Linked DNA regions of Ovis aries: region 2 is linked to region 1. A link is a contact called in public Hi-C data. All regions are on one chromosome and are shown on one strand. The core of a region is the stretch at or near the end of the contact, and the rest is flanking DNA. Distances in the headings are between cores, read along the strand shown. Region 1 holds the start of SDHAF1 (succinate dehydrogenase complex assembly factor 1). Region 2 holds the start of LOC101121285 (cytochrome c oxidase subunit 7A1, mitochondrial).

Region 1 (7,832 bases), core at 2,808-5,307:
TGTCCCACACTCTGTGGAGTGTGCTTCTCCCTGAATCTGAATAAATCCACTTCTTACCTATCACTTTGTTTCTCACTGAATTCTTTCTGTGATGAGGCATCAAGAACCTGAGCTTCATTAGGTCCTGGAACTGGGTACCATGGGTTTTTGCTGGGTACCATGGATTTGGCTTGAGTCCCAGCCACATGGGTTAGATTCCCAAGCAAGGTTTTAGCTGGGCTCAAGGCCCAGCCACTTGGGTTCAAGTTCCAGCACATGGGATCAAGCGCCAATCCGAGGTAAATGGTTTCATTAGCATCTATATTAATTAGACTTTTGGGGCCAAGAGCTATAACAGAGGCTCAACATTACAGGGACTTAAACTTGATAAAAGCTTATTGCTCTCTCATGAACAGCCCAAGTAAAACCAGCTCATTTCCTCCAACTCAGAAACACAGGCTCCTTCTATCACACAACACATCAGGAGGCAGCTCTTGGACTGCAGGGTTGAGGAATGAGACAGCTGGAGATAGCAAGCATAGACACCTCTCTTGACAAGGTATCCATGCAGAAAGGGGAGAATAAAGATCAGCTAGGGGACTTCCCTCGAGCTCCAGTGGTTAAGATTCCACATTCCCAATGCAGGAGGCATAGACGTGATCCTTGTTTGGGTAACTAAGATCCTGCATGCCCCAATGGCATGGAACAAATTATAATAAGATCAGCTAGGACGAGCCAGAAGGCAAGGATATCTTAGAACTAATTTTTATCAATATTATTTTGAGATGGGAGAAACTTAGGGATGTTTCAGCGCTGATGGGCAGAAGCCAGACAAGGAGAGGTTGGGAATCCAGCAGGAAGAGATGTCAGGATAGAGGATGCATTGCTTCCTGAAAGCAGGAGAGCAACAGCAGAGCTGGGATCTGGGAAGGCAAAATGGATAGTTTTGGGAGTTCCTTTGTTTGTTGTTTTTATTTATTTATTTTTTTGGCCTTACCTCACGGCATGTGGGATCTTAGTTCCTCGACCAGGGTTCAAACCCAAGTCCCCTGCATTGGAAGGTGATTCTTAACCACTGGACCACTGGTGAAGTCCCAGAATGCTATTTATTAGTAAGGGGAAAACAAACCTGAAATCTCATGATGAGAAATAGAATCATCTGTGAGTTCAGTGTAGGGGTGGGAGGATGGGAGAGAACAGCTTGGACATCAACCACAACTGTCAGGTAAGCTAAGCCAGACAGGTAAGCTTGACCCTTTGGTTCAAGGGTCAAGAGACTCCTGACTGTGTCTCCTAAACTTCTAGTGTAGCTTTGGGTAAGTGACTCAGCCTCTCTCTATGCCTGTTTGCTCATCCACAAAAAGTAGTGATAAGAACAGTACCCACCATACAGGGTAGCTGTGAAGATATATATAAAGTGCTTGGCATAAGTGCTTAGTAAGTATGAGCTGTGATTGCTCTTGTAACCATTTTTATTTTATCTTTGGCGAGGCAGTATGTATATGCATGATAAGTTGCTTTGGTTGTGTCTGACTCTTTGCAACCCTCTGGGCCGTAGCCCACCAAGCTCCTCTGTCCATGGGATTCTGCAGGCAAGAATACTGGAGTGGGCTGCTACTCCCTCCTCCATGAGATCCTCCTGACCCAGGGATCGAACCCACGTCTCCTGTGCCTCTTGCACTAGCAGATGGATTCCTTCCCTCTAGCACCAGCTGGGAAGCCTTCAGTATGTGTAGCAGAGTTGTTAAAACTAGAGGTCATGAAATCTGATCCCCGAGGTTCAAAACCTAACTTTGCCACTTACCAGGTATGTGAAGCTGGGCAGGCTATGTTACTTCTTTGGCCTCGGCTTCATAAGAGTCATATGGTACAGACCGTCTCATCAGAGTGTTGATGAGGATTTAATATCACTTAAAACATTAAATGTTTAATAAACTGTTTTAAATATTTACTATTTTCAAATAAATGGATTACATAAAATAATATAAATTAGGTGACAATATATTAAAATACCAATTGCATCGTATTATATTACACATTTTATTAACCTACTGTTATACATTATCTTATAAATAAAATATTACAGCACTTGAAAGAGTGCCTGGCACAGAGTACGTGCTCAGTAAACAGTTACTAGATTATGAAGACATAGATGAGAGATGTGACAGTTTCCAGAGGCTTTTTTTTTTTCTCTCTCTAAAGTTCCCTTCTGAGACAGTGTTTATTATGAAAAATTTCAAGCATCACAAAAGAATAGTGTTATGAAACCCCATTACAGTTACAAATATTTTGCCGTGCTTGCTTTCATCTTTTCCTCCCACTCTTTGTTTTGCTTGTGCTGTAGGATTTTAAAGCAAATCCGACCTTATTCCTCTAGCAAAGAACCTGGTATGTGTTTCTGACAGAGAGATACCAGCAGGAATCACAGCGGTTTCAGATCTCCCTATTGACTCCCAGGGCTCGCCTTGTGGCTCAGCTGGTAAAGAATCTGCCTGCAATGCTCGAGACCTGGGTTTGATCCCTGGGTTAGAAAGATCCCCTGGAGAAGGGAATGGCAATCCACTCCAGTATTCTGGCCTGGAGAATTCATGGACTTGGCTCCAAAATCACTGCAGATGGTGACTTCAGCCATGAAATTAAAAGACACTTACTCCTTGGATGAAAAGCTATGACCAACCTAGGCAGCATAGTAAGTAGGGACATTACTTTGCTGACAAAGGTCCATCTAAACAAAGCTATGGTTTTTCCAGTAGTCATGTATAGATGTGAGAGTTGGACTATAAAGAAAGTTGAGAGCCAAAGAATTGATGCTTTTGAACTGTGGTGTTGGAGAAGACTCTTGAGAGTCCCTTGGATTGCAAGGAAATCAAACCAGTCAATCCTAAAGGAAATCAGTCCTGAATATTCATTGGAAGGACTGATGCTGAAGCTGAAACTCCAATACTTTGGCCACCTGATGCGAACAACTGACTCATTAGAAAAAACCCTGATGCTGGGAAAGATTGAAGGCAGGAGGAGACGGGGAGGACAGAGGATGAGATGGTTGAATAGCATCACCTACTCGATGGACATGAGTTTGAGCAAGCTCTGGGAGTTGGTGAGGGACAGGGAAGCCTGGCGTCCATGAGGTGAGAGGAGACGACTGAGCAACTGAACTGAACTGAACTGATCGACTCCCAGACTCAGGCCCTCTCCTCAGCCCCTGACTAGCCTAGCCTCCTGCGGAAGAACCCATGACCAGATGTGCGGGGGCGTGGTCGCACGCTGGGCGGAGGGGTCCCGGGTTATCGTTGCCTGGTTCCCCACGCTCCGGGTGCCGGTAGGTGCTGGTAGGTGCTGGTAGGGTGCTGAGCGGGTCGTGGCCTTGCGGGCCTCCCAGCGCTACGAGGACGCCTCCGAATAGCCTGCGGGAACTATAACGGAATTGCAGCTGACTACCTGATACTGCCTGCAGGTCTGCGGAGTGCCAACATAGTCGAAGAGTTCCTTGTGGGCTGGACTCCGCTTCAACAGCTAGGGAGGCCCCTCCCTCTCCTACCCTCAGATCCGACTCACGTCGGCAGAGAGCGCTACCGGCCCAAACAGGCTGCGTTTGGGGGCTTATAGCCCACGGTATATTCTCAGCACCGAGAGGCTTGTTCTGCCGGCTGTGACCCAACACTTTACCGGGTATTCCTCTCCCCAGGGGTTGGGGCCTTCGATGTACACTTGCTCTGGGAGTGGGGACTCACGGAGCTTCCTATGGTTGCTTTAATAAATGAGGATAAACCCACGTGTGTGCCCGTCTTCTCTCTCCCCGTGCCCCCAGCGCTCTGGGGAACACAAGGACCCTAACCTCTAGCTCTCTCCACTCGCAGGACCCAAGAGTCAGGTCAGGATCCCCTGGTCTCTTCCGACCCCAAACCTAAGAGTCTCAGCGTCTAGCGTCCTCCTCCTCCAGGCCCTCAGGAGTACCGTCCTCTCAAGGACACTGATGTCCAGTGGGGCGGGCCAGTGAACCATTAGCTCCGCCCCTTACTCACAACATTGTGACGTAGCAGCAGCGACGACCTATGAGGCGCGACGGCGCCGCAAAGCTGGGAGCGGGAGGCGGAAGTGCCTGTGGCGGTGTTTCACCGCTTCTGCCGCCTGTTCCCGTGCGCCGCTCCGTGCCCCGCGGCCCAGCTGCTGCCATGAGCCGGCACAGCCGGTTGCAGAGGCAAGTTCTGAGCCTGTACCGCGAGCTGTTGCGCGCCGGGCGCGGGAAGCCGGGCGCCGAGGCACGGGTGCGGGCTGAATTCCGGCAGCACGCCTGCCTGCCACGCTCAGACGTACTTCGCATTGAGTACCTGTACCGCCGCGGTCGGCGCCAGCTCCAGATGCTACGCTCGGGCCACGCCACGGCCATGGGTGCCTTCGTCCGTACGCAGGACCCGACCGAGGAGTCCAACGGCGCGGGGGCCCCAGGGACCCTGTCCAATGAAGGTGACGACCGGAGGAGACCGCTAGACAGCATAAGGACACCGAAGACCCCGCTGGATGGACGGTGACCGGCTGAAGGGCTCTGCCGATGGCTCAGGGGGACTGGAGGACCGGGGGAGCCCCCCGATGGAAAGTGAGAGGTCTTGAGAAACTAGATCGACAGATTGAGGTAGTTGAAGAGCTCTCCTGGGACGTGGGGTGCGATGGCGAGAAATGCCCGGCTTTACTTGCTGTATGGTACCGGGTCAGACTTAACCAATGAGGCTTGGGGCGGGCTGTCAAACTAAAAGCTGCTTACCCTAAGGCCTGGGGAGCCAAGACGCCCCGCTGTTGGACGGAAAGAGACTTGACACGCCCTTGTCTAGAACCCTGAGAAATACCACTGGCGGCTCCTCAAAGAGACTCCTCTCTCCTGTACTTAACTCTGAGAAGAGCAGATGAGGAGGAGTTTGGGACGATGCCCTGATGGACTGGTGAGAAGCCTGGAAACCCCCTCAGAAAAATCTTTACTCCACTGAGACCAACTGGGATTGGTGAGGAAGGGGGTAAGGGGTTTCTCACCCCGCTAATCAGTTAAAGACCGCCTTAAGACCTCTGCATGATGGTTCTGAGGGTGAAACCTCCCCCTCTCCACCCCGATTCCTGCCCCTTTCCCTGCTCAGGACTGTTGGACAAAAAGGCAATAAAATGGGGGTGTGCTTACTTCCCTGTTGGTGGTGGTAAAGATTTGATGTGTTTGGGGGATTTTGGGGGTTATCAAGAAGTGACCCTCTGGCAAGGGATGGGTGTGGGGAACCCTCTAGAATGGCAGATTGGTTGGAGCAGCATAGTTCTTTCTCCTGGGCAGATCCATGGAGGGAAGCCACCCTGGTTTGACCCCCAAGGAAGCCCCTGTTGACCCCTTAATGGGGGGTAGTGAGGCGGAAGAGGAATGGTGGGGCTGAGGAGGCCTGGCTGGTAATCCCTGCAGTAGTAGTGGGACCCTCAAACCTTGCTAAGGAGTCCAGCCTCAGCTACAAGCTGGAACTGTTAGCAAGGCCTAGGGGTGGGAAAGGAGAGGTGGACCCATAGGCCACAGACATAGCTCTTCGCATGCCCCCACAGGGACGTGCCCTAGACATTCCCTGAGGTGCTGCGTTTTGTAGCCCTCAGCTGTATTTGCACCCATTAAAAGCAGTTGAGAGGAGGAGGACCTCAGGAAAGGAACTCAGAGCTCAAATCAAAGGTAGGATGCCCTGGCATGCCTGCTGCTCAGTTGGGTCTGACTCATTATAACCCCGTGGACTGTAGCCTGTGAGGCTCCTTTGTCCATAGAGTTTTTTCCAGGCAGAAATACTGGAATGGGTTGCTGTTTCCTACTCCAGGGGATCTTCTCAACCCAGGGATTGAAACCACGTCTCTTGGGTCTCCCGCATTGGCAGGCAGGTTCTTTACCCCTGCACCACCTGGGAAGCTCCAAAGGTAGGACGGACCGAAGAGAAATACAGTCTCTCCCCCAGTCCCAGTGGGGGAGGCAGATACTCAAATAGTTATAAAATGAGGTTGAAATCTGAAGCATTATGAGGTGTTTGCCAGAATGTAGGGATAAGCTAAGCAGGGGGACCGTGTGGGTAAAGGCCTGGAGAGGGCGAAGGGGAGAAATGCTGGGGCCTGGAGTGCCGCAGAGCACAGGCTGTGCAGTTCATGCAAGTGGCTTCTACTTCAGCTTTGTCTCTGCTTGGTACTCAGCCTCCATGCCCGTGTTCATCTGTCCACCTCAGTTTCTTCCACCAGGGTGTTGCTATTAATCCTGGCCTGGCTGCATTTCAGAGTAAAAACCAAAATCTTGAAAGTGGCTAGTGGAGTTAAGTCCTACCCATCCAGCCTGAATTAGAGCTCCACCTGCATCTCCCTCCTCTTCCCCTTGTATCTCTCTCCTCTTCCTCCTGCTCATTCCTGGCTCCAAGATCTTGAACCCTAATAAGGTCCAGGATGGGAGCTTCTGGCAGGGTTGCAGGCAGTGATTGAGTTCTCACTGGGGCTGGGTGTCCTGGTCAGAAGGGAGTTACAGGGTGAATGTCGGGTGATTAAGAGCTTGGACTCCGGAATTGGAATGCTTAGGTTTGAATCGCAGTTCTAACACTGATTATGTGATCAGAGGCAAGTGATTTAATCTCCTTGTGCCTCAACATCCTTATCTGCCAAATGGGCACACTAACTATGCAGCTGTTATGGTATGTTTTTGTTCAGTCGCTAAGTTGTGGCTGACTCTGCAACCCCATGGACTGCAGCACACCAGGCTTCCCAGTTCTTTACCATCTCCCTGAGTTTGAGTAAACTCGTCTGCATTGTGTTGGTGATGCCATTCAACCATCTTATCTGTCCTCCCCTTCTCCTCCTTTCAGTCTTTCCCAGCATCAGGGTCTTTTCCAGTGAATCGACTCTTTGCGTCAGGTGGCCAAAGTATTGGAGCTTTAGCATCTGTCCTTCCAGTGAATATTCAGGATTGATTTTCTTTAGGATTGACTGGTTTGATCTCCTTGCTGTCCAAGAGACTCTCAAGAGTCTTCTCCAACATCACACTTTGAAAACATCCATTCTTTGGCACTCAGCCATTTTTATAGTCCAAACTCTCACGTGACTGCTGGAAAAACTACAGCTTTGACTATATAGACCTTTGTCGGCAAAATGATGTCTCTGCTTTTGAAAACACTGTCTAGGTTGGTCATAGCATTTCTTCCAAGGAGCAAGCATCTTTTAATATCATGGTGCAGTCATCATTATGACACAGTGAATTAAATACCTGTGGCAGCAGAGGGTGATGTCCCAACCCCATATCCCTCCTGTCTACTTGAGTTCACTTGTAGCTGCAGAGGAGGGTTCCCAAGAGATTGTCAGCTTCCTGCTGCGAGCCCCTGCATCTCTGCTCTTCTGCTTGAGGGCTTTCTAGGAATTATGAGAGGTGGGTTAATGCCCTCAGGAGCAAACTACAGCCTGTGGGGGACTACAGTCACTGGATAAGTGCCCCAGTTGCCTGTTGTCCGGTGGGACTGAGCCCCAGCTACTCACGGTGGCTCCCGCACCATAAGCATCTGTTTTGCTTTTGGCCTGTTCACTGTCTCTCCTCATTCCCTAACTCCTGCCTCCTGGGATCACGTTGCAAATAAACCACCTCACTCAAGGCCTTATCTCAGAATGTACTGATGTTAAACCACCCCCCTTGGTCCTATCTGTGTCTGCTGCTGTGTTTTCACTCTTCTAAGGGACAGGGTCACTGCTTCTCAACCTGTCAGGAATCTCCTGATCTAAGAAAATTGCTATAAAGGACTTAGGGGGTTAGAATAATTTGGAATATAGATTGTGGGTTAATAATGGAATTGAGTGTTGAAATTTCCTGAATCCAGTAACTGTAC
Region 2 (7,832 bases), core at 3,298-5,797, 140 kb after region 1:
AATGGTGAGGCAGCCTCCACTGATCTGGTCTGAGCCTGAATCCTGGGGCTGGGAGAGGGTTCGGCTATGTGGCCCCCACACCTGTTAACTAAATCGTTCTCAGGATTCCACCTGAATGAACATCTCTACAACATGATCATCCGACGCTACTCAGATGAGGGAGGGAACATGGATTTTGACAATTTCATCAGTTGCCTGGTCAGACTGGATGCCATGTTCCGTAAGTGACACCCCAGCTCTCTTCCCAGGTGGGGATTTGTCAAGCCTCCTTGGGCCAAGCCTCCTTTGAGCCTGACACTGAGGTAGGCAGTGTTAGGGGCACAGCAGTGACTGAAACAGCCCATGTTCTTGCCTTTATGTTGCTCACAGTCCACAGGAGAGGCAAATTACCAGACAGTGGCAGCTCGGGATGGTTAAGTCTGGGATCGGGGAAGCCTTTGCAGAGTGATGGGGGCTGTGAGGGGAAGGTCAGGGTAGATCAGGTTTAGACTTGTAACTGGGAGCTCTTCAAACTTAACTAGGCAGCTGATGTAGCTTAAGTGATCAAGGAGGCCTTCCTGGAGGAGGGAGGGCATGTGTGAATTGAGACCTGGTGGGTAAGAAGTGACCCCAGCAAGCGAGTGGGGAGCAGTGTTGCATTGGGAACAGCCTGTGTGAAGGCCTAGAAAGGAAAGAGGAGATGGTGATCTCGGTGATGGTTAGAGTATTTATTTCATGGAGGAGGAACCTAGGGTTTGAGGAGGCGAATTTCTTGCTCACAGCCACTTAGCTAGAAGTTGCAAAGCTAGAATTTGAATGCAGATTTGTCTGAGAGGGGGCAGGAGCAGTGGGATGGTCAGGCCATGCAGGGCTGTGAATGCCAAGTTTGAAGGTGCTCAGACACTAATGCGGACAGTGAACAGGGTCTAGGCAGGGGAAGAACAGGGTCTCAGGTTTCCTTTAGGAAGATCTCCTGGCATGCCAAGAGCCCAGGGCGGACAGTATATTAAGAGCATGCAGGGAAGAAAAGGGGCATGTATGTTGGGGACATGAAGGGAAGGTGGGAGAGGACAACAGGGCAGATGATGCCAAAAGCCATGTATGAGAGGGTCAAGAAATGGCCTGGGGTTTACCAGCAAGAGGGCTAGCTGCACATGGAGTGTCCAGGGTACCACACGCGTGGACCCCCAAGGGTGGTAATTGAGCCGTGAGTGAGAGAGAGCCACACAGACTGTGGGCACCTGTTTACATACAGGTTTGGCTGTGAGTGGGGAACATGGAGATGAGTTTCAGGGCAGGAGTGGGGACCACAACAGACTGTAGGAGCAGGAAATGCAGAGCCTCCTTCCAGTAGATTGTTTTAGCTGGAACTGGAGGTTGGTAGGGGGCTGGGGCTTGGGCAGAGGGTGATGAGGGGCGTGAAGGTCAAGATATGGAGGCCATTATTGAGATGAGTAGCAGTCTGGGTTCCAATCCCAGTTTCCTTTTTCTCTATGTAACACAGGGACATCACTTCACCTTTCTGTGCCTTATTTTAAAATGACACTTACCTCCCAAAATTGGGTTAAATGAATTCATACACGGAAAGCACTTTATACAGGTGCTTGCCAGAGTAGACAGACTACTAGCTGTTAGTATTATCATATATTAGTATATTTTAATCCTAAAAGCCAGTCCCACCAACCCTTCCTTTCCCCAGGTGCCTTCAAATCTCTTGACAAAGATGGCACTGGACAAATCCAGGTGAACATCCAGGAGGTAAGAACCCCCATCTCCACCCTGGGATTGGGGATACTAGCAGAGGGCCCCTCCCCTCAGCCCCATGTACCAGCTTGGAGCTAGGGCTCCCTCCCTCCCAATTTCCCAAAGACCCCTGGGTGAGAGCAGAGAAGGGCTGCTGGTATTCCTGGGTTCCCGGCTCCTCACTGTCTGTCCCTTCCTTTCCCCAGTGGCTGCAGCTGACCATGTACTCCTGAATGGGAGCCCCAGGCCTGCCCCCTCATCACCTCGCTGTAGGAGTCACCTTGGACTCTTCGGTCTCCCCCAGGGCTGATTCTGTCTGCAGTCACATCTTCGTGGGTCCTGCTGACCCACAGGCCTTTCTGTCCTCTCAGCCCTTGGCATCTGGATTCTCAGTCAACAGCCAGGGCCCAACATGCTTCAACACGCCTTGCCCCTCCAGTCACCCCCACCCAGCACACCCATCTCGTCTACTCCATAACCCTTCTCTTGCACCTGTGCCAAGCCCAACATTTGTGTGGCTTCCACACCCCAAGGGCCCTTCTCTTAGTTCTGGGAGGATCACTCCAGTCCCTCCACACCCAGGCACACCCATTCAGTTACCACCCAGGCACCTGAACTCCAGGCCAAAACAGGGCCACATGCCCCAGTGCCTTGGTCTGTATTCTGCTCCCAGGCTGCCAGGCCTAGGAGGAAATAAATGTACCCTAGTTGCTGCTCTCTCCGATATCTGCCTCCTGTTTTGAGTTGAGGGGTGGCTCTGACTCTGAGGCAGAGGAAGCCTGTCTGTATGTGTCTCCTAGTCCCAGTCTTTTTTCTCATTCTGGATCCCAATTGAGCTGTAGCCTTATTCTTGCTGAGATCTCGCTCAGATCCCATGGAAACCAAGACTAGAAGTCTGGGCCATCTCTGCTTCTGCTGCAAGAGCCAGACCTGTGGGAGGTCTCAGTGTCCCCCTGGCTGTGCCCCCCAAGGCCATATTTGCCCCTCTCAGCTTCTGTGCTTGAATGAGTCTGTCCCCACGTGCCTCTACCTCTCTGATGTCATACACTATGCTCAGGATCTTCTTCCCCACCCCGGGCCTCTGCAGGGAGAGGGGGTGCCATCCCAGGATACAAAGCAGGTCCCCAGACCCTGAGGGGACAGCCCAGGGATGCTGTTTGGGGCTTCTGGGAGGGCTGAGAGGCAGTGACATCTCTAGTCTAGTCTAGTAGGAGGGTCCCAGGGTTGTCCACAGGGCAGAGATGACTTGCTGGTGGAAGGATGGGCTAGGAGGCACAAATAGGGAGCATGGAGCTGGGCTGGGTTCCCCAGGAAACCAGCACATTTATTGATGCCTGTTCGGGTCCCGCAGACTTCTTGGTTTCACTTCTTGTGAGGGAAGGAGGCCCAGCCAAGGCAGTACAGGCTGTAGAGAGTGCCTAGGGAGGGAGTGTGGGGGATACTGAATGAGGCCCCAGTTCCCTCCCTGAGCCCCATCTTGCTTCTGAGCCCATGCTGCAAGCTCGAGTCCCTTCCCAAACTGCCCTTCAGCTGGGGAAATGCTGGACCTTGATACAGACCAGGCTTCAGGCTTTCTCCCCAGATGCATCACTAGCCCAGCCATCTCCCTGGGACAGGAGCCCAAGCCCTGGGGTGCTCCCTCCGTATTTGTCAGCCTAAGCTCCCATAGGGTCCACACAAGCTCAGAATCCAATTCTCTGGCGAAACCCTAGCGCCAGAACCCGCCCCTTCCCCCGCCACCTCCTCCCGCAGTTCAGGCCGAGCCTGGCCCTGCACTCACCCCCCAGACAGAGAGTCATCGTCACTCGATACAGGATGTTGTCTGTTGCACCGCCCTTCAAGTGCACCGGGAGACCATTGTCCTCCTGGAATTTGAGGGCACACGATGAGAAAGGCGCTGTCAGCATCGCAGACCTTAAGCTCCTGCCACCCCCAACTTCTCTTCGGGACGAAGCCGGCGGCCCAGGCTCCTCCCCCGCCCCGCCCCCGCTCCGCCCACCTGGAAGAGTTTCTGTTTCTCAGCTACTCTGTTCTCCAAGCGGTTCCGGGCGGTTGAGCTAAAGGAGCGGACCAGCGCCTGGGAGACCTGTGCAGAGGGGATGGGTGGACACTGAGGGAGTCTGCAGGGGCGTCCCGGAGGAGGTCCCTTTGGGGGGAGGGTGTCAGACTTTCCGAGGCTCTGACTTGGGGACACTCCTGTCCCATGGGAGCGTCTCAAAGGCAAGATGCGAACTGACAGCGTGAGTGGGGGAGGGTGTCCTGGCAGGAAAGGCCTAGATGAACGGGACTCGTGCCTAGAGGGTCTGGCTTGAAGGTTATCGGACCGTCTAGAGGATCGGACCCAGAAGGCAGGCTCACGTTCCGCGGGTCCCAGCCCCGAGAAGGTTTTTTTTCTTTTCGGTTCCCAGGGTTAATGGGAGGAGCTCAGGTCGCGGCAAGGGCAGGGCTGGATCGGGGTGCTTAGGGAATTTCCCGGCAGCCTAAGAAGTTAGGGAGAGGGGAAGGAACGCTAAGGGAGCCCTGGATGAAGGGAAGAAGTTCCAACTCTGGGGTTTTGGTCAAGTTAACGAGTCCCCGGCTGTCTCAAAAGATTTTGGGTTGGGAGCTGGGGAGAGGGGCCCCAGGCTTAATAGGAGGGAGTCCCAAGCCCTGAACGGGGCTCACGTTCCAAGTCCCTAGATCCCGGAATTTGGGGAGAGTCTCAAATAGGGGTGAGAGTTTCTGAGAGTTTCCGAGTTGGGGGCCACAACCCGACCCTTAGGGGCCCTCACCCGCAGGGCCCTCATCCTGTGTCCTCCTCTTCGGCCGGAGTCACCTCCCCTCTCTGCCCAAGGACAGACGGCGCCCTCCCCTCGGGGGAGTCCCAGGCCACGCCCCCGCGCGCCCCAGGACACCGCGGTCCCGGAGGACGCTTTCCGATTCGTCCAATAGATGGGCGGGGAAGACGCTGCAACCCCATCCCCGCATCCCAGCGCCGAATGGTTGGAGCACCCATCTGTTACTCATCTCAGAATTCTGTTGGTCCACGCGGAGAGGAAAGCGGTCCCGGAGAATACATTTTTGGGTTGTTTCTGCGGAGGTATCCGGCTAGGGCAAGTGCTGTTCCTCCGTTGTGTTCCCCGGATCTCTCCCTATCCGGTTGATGTTGAGAGCAACTAAAGGAAGGTAAGACACCATCTTTCATTATGCCATTTTCCTCCCACGTTGTAACAGATGGCTATGGCTTTAGCTAAATGTCAATGTTCATTTTTGGGTTCAGGGACTATGTTGTATGAAAAGTACACTCAACTCACACTACATCCAGATGAGATACGAGGCCCAAGGAAGTAGATTACGCCCATATCTCATACAGGAGGGAGCATACGCTGCTTATTTATTAAGTGGAATGAAGGGCAGGATAATTTCCTTGTTTAAATAATTATTTTTCATTATCTTTGTTTATTGTGAACCCACGTAGCTGACTGCTTAAGTTAAACATGCGCACAAAATGACTGTGCTATAGCAATCGTCTCTGCTGCTTCATCTTACCCCCACCTCCACACTCTTCTTCACCCTGGAAAACAGTGTAGTTGCTCTGTCTGTTGACTTTAGACTCCACTGCATCCCCAGCACCTGACAAATGGGTGGATTTGATAAATATTCGTCAAAGGATATACGGTATAAGCCAAATGTTCTCTAACTTGGTCACTCCCACCTACTTAACCAAGTAGGGCTTCAGTGCTCCTCCTAGATTCTACTCATTTAGATATTTCCAGTCATCCAGAAAGTGGCCACACATGTGCTCATTCCCCCAGCTGTCCCCTGTTACCTGCAGCTGTGTAGGATCAGTGTTCAGGGAAGAAAACAGAAATTGCTCTTGGTTGGGATACCAGAAATGTTGGAAAGGCTGAAGGAGTGCCCTCTAAGCAGGACTGCAAACTGATGTATGGGGCCCTGTGCAAAATGAAAATGTGGGACCCCTCCTTCAAACAGCAAACGGAAAGGAAAAAAACCTCTGTTAAAAATACTAAGATATTGGGACTTGCCTGGTGGTCTAGCGGTTGGGGCTCTGCGCTTCCAAGGCAGGGGGTACGGGTTCGGTCCCTGGTCAGGGAACTAGATCCCACATATTGCAACTAAGATGTGGCACAGCCAAATAAATAGATATTAAAAAAATAAAAATACTAAGATAGAAAGCATTTTCCTTTCTTCCATGATTGTTCTTAACCTGTCATGGTGTTTTTAATGTGCTATTCATTGTCATGCTCCCTAGAGCAAGGGATACCCTGGGGTGAGTCCAAGCTCTTACAGTCACCTGGGTGACCTGCCCTGCAACTTTGTGTGTCTGTACACATGGCTGCTGGCTGCCAAGTTCTCCTTCTCTCCCCACCAACCACTGGACCAACTGGTGCCTTGGCCTGAGGTGGAGAAGTCAAACAAGGCATATTTCCTTCTCACAGGCTTGCTCCTTACAGGGGGATGCAGCCTGTCTTCCAAGAAGACACAGAACTGGGATCAATGGTGGGCAGGACACTCGCCCCTGCTGGTCACCTGCTGAATATGCCATGGACTGCCAACTGAGGAGGGAGTAGCTGCCACTCTGCCCTGCCCTCAGAGGCCATGGGATGTGTGTAGTGGACCTTGACCCTCCTGAAGCCCAGGCCCTCAGGAGGCAGAACAGGCAGCTAAGAGCCTGTCTCAGGGAGAGAGAGTGGTGGGAAGAGAGAATGCACACAGGTCAGGCTTTAAGTTCCTGATGCCTGCTCCATTGTCCCAGCAGACTTCACTTATAAAACACAAAACACAAATTCAAAGATAACATGAAGAATTACAAGGTGGCGCGCTTCCCTGGTGGTCTAGTGGTTAAGAATCTGCCTGCCAAGGCAGGCGATATCGGTTCGATCCCCGGTCAGGGAAGATTCCACATGCTGCGGAGCAACTAAGCCTGTGCACCTAGAGCCCATGCTTCACAATGAGGAGTAGCCTCCGCTTACCACAACTAGAGAAAGCCCGGGTGCCATAAAGATGACCCAGCGCAGCATATAAGTAATAAATCACAAAAATGTGTGTTGAATGAGCAGCAGTTCATAAAAAATAAAAAGGAATTACATGATGGCAACTGCAGAGGATTAAACTCCCCACTTCTGAGAGTGGGGCTCCACGTAGCTGCACTAGACACATACCTCACTTTTAGGCTAGTCTTGTAGGACTGACACTCAGGACATGTAAAAACTGACCTGAGAATGCTGTTCTCTGAAGCTGCCCCTACAGCGACAGAGTCCAGAACACATCCTGTAGCACTGACCTTGGTCAGGAAGCCCTAGTCACAAACTGCTGCTGGGACTCCCCTGGTGGGCCAGTGGCTGAGACTCCTCACTCCCAATGCAGGGGACCTGCATTCGATCCCTGGTTGGGAGCTAGATCCTACATGATACAACTAAAATTTCTGCATGCAGTAAATAAAAATTCTGCATGCTGCAACTGAAACAAGACCTGCATGCTCCAAGGAAGATCTGTATACAGCAACTAAGACCTGGTGCAGCCAAATAAATAACTAAAAATAAATATTAAACAGAAAAAAGAAGCTGCTGCTGCCATCACTCAGGTCTCCTTTAGGAATGGGTTCATCAGCTTGCAAGACTAAAGAGCTCAACTTCAGGATCAAGAGCCAGCTGGGGGATGTAAACTCTGTTGCCCTGTGTTAGGAGGAACGCTTATTGATGTAACAAAAAGGCACCACAATTCTGTGATTTGAAGAACACAGAACATATATTTACCAATCTCACCCTGTGGTTATTATTTGGATCTTGATATGGGCAAACAAACAAAAAAAACGCCAACACTTTTGAGACAATTGGAAATTTAAACAATGATTGACTTAAAAAAAAATAAATTTAAAAAATGTATTTACTTTTGGCTGTCCTGGGTCTTTGTTGCTTCGTAAGCTTTTCTCTGGTTGTAGGCTTCTTATCTCAGTGGCTTCCCTTGTTGTGGACCACAGGCTCGAGGGCACTGAGCTCCAGTAGTTGCAGCATGTGGGCTCAGTAGCTGCGGTTCCAGGCTCTAGAGCACAAGCTCAACAGTTACGGCCAACGGAGCGAGTTGCTCCTTGGCATGCAGGATCTTCCTGG

The links. Hi-C and Micro-C count contacts between places; a contact is called where the count stands out from the background.
Region 2: a contact with region 1 is called in a Hi-C map of muscle, with 3 times the contacts expected there. The contact joins the promoter of LOC101121285 here to the promoter of SDHAF1 in region 1. A contact is called at or near these places in 5 of 16 Hi-C or Micro-C datasets (hypothalamus, liver, muscle and 1 more).

Annotation. Positions count from the first base shown.
Region 1 is chr14:45,970,154-45,977,985 of ARS-UI_Ramb_v3.0, forward strand. It overlaps SDHAF1 (succinate dehydrogenase complex assembly factor 1), which reads left to right and starts at 4,058. Exons shown (of 1, transcript XM_004015648.5): 1 at 4,058-5,142. The coding sequence starts at 4,152. The coding sequence ends at 4,508.
Region 2 is chr14:46,109,477-46,117,308 of ARS-UI_Ramb_v3.0, forward strand. It overlaps LOC101121285 (cytochrome c oxidase subunit 7A1, mitochondrial), which reads right to left and starts at 4,548. Exons shown (of 4, transcript XM_004015188.5): 1 at 4,494-4,548; 2 at 3,722-3,808; 3 at 3,503-3,587; 4 at 3,002-3,140. The coding sequence starts at 4,508. The coding sequence ends at 3,085. It overlaps CAPNS1 (calpain small subunit 1), which reads left to right. Exons shown (of 13, transcript XM_012190219.5): 9 at 104-220; 10 at 1,679-1,737; 11 at 1,929-7,832. The coding sequence ends at 1,955.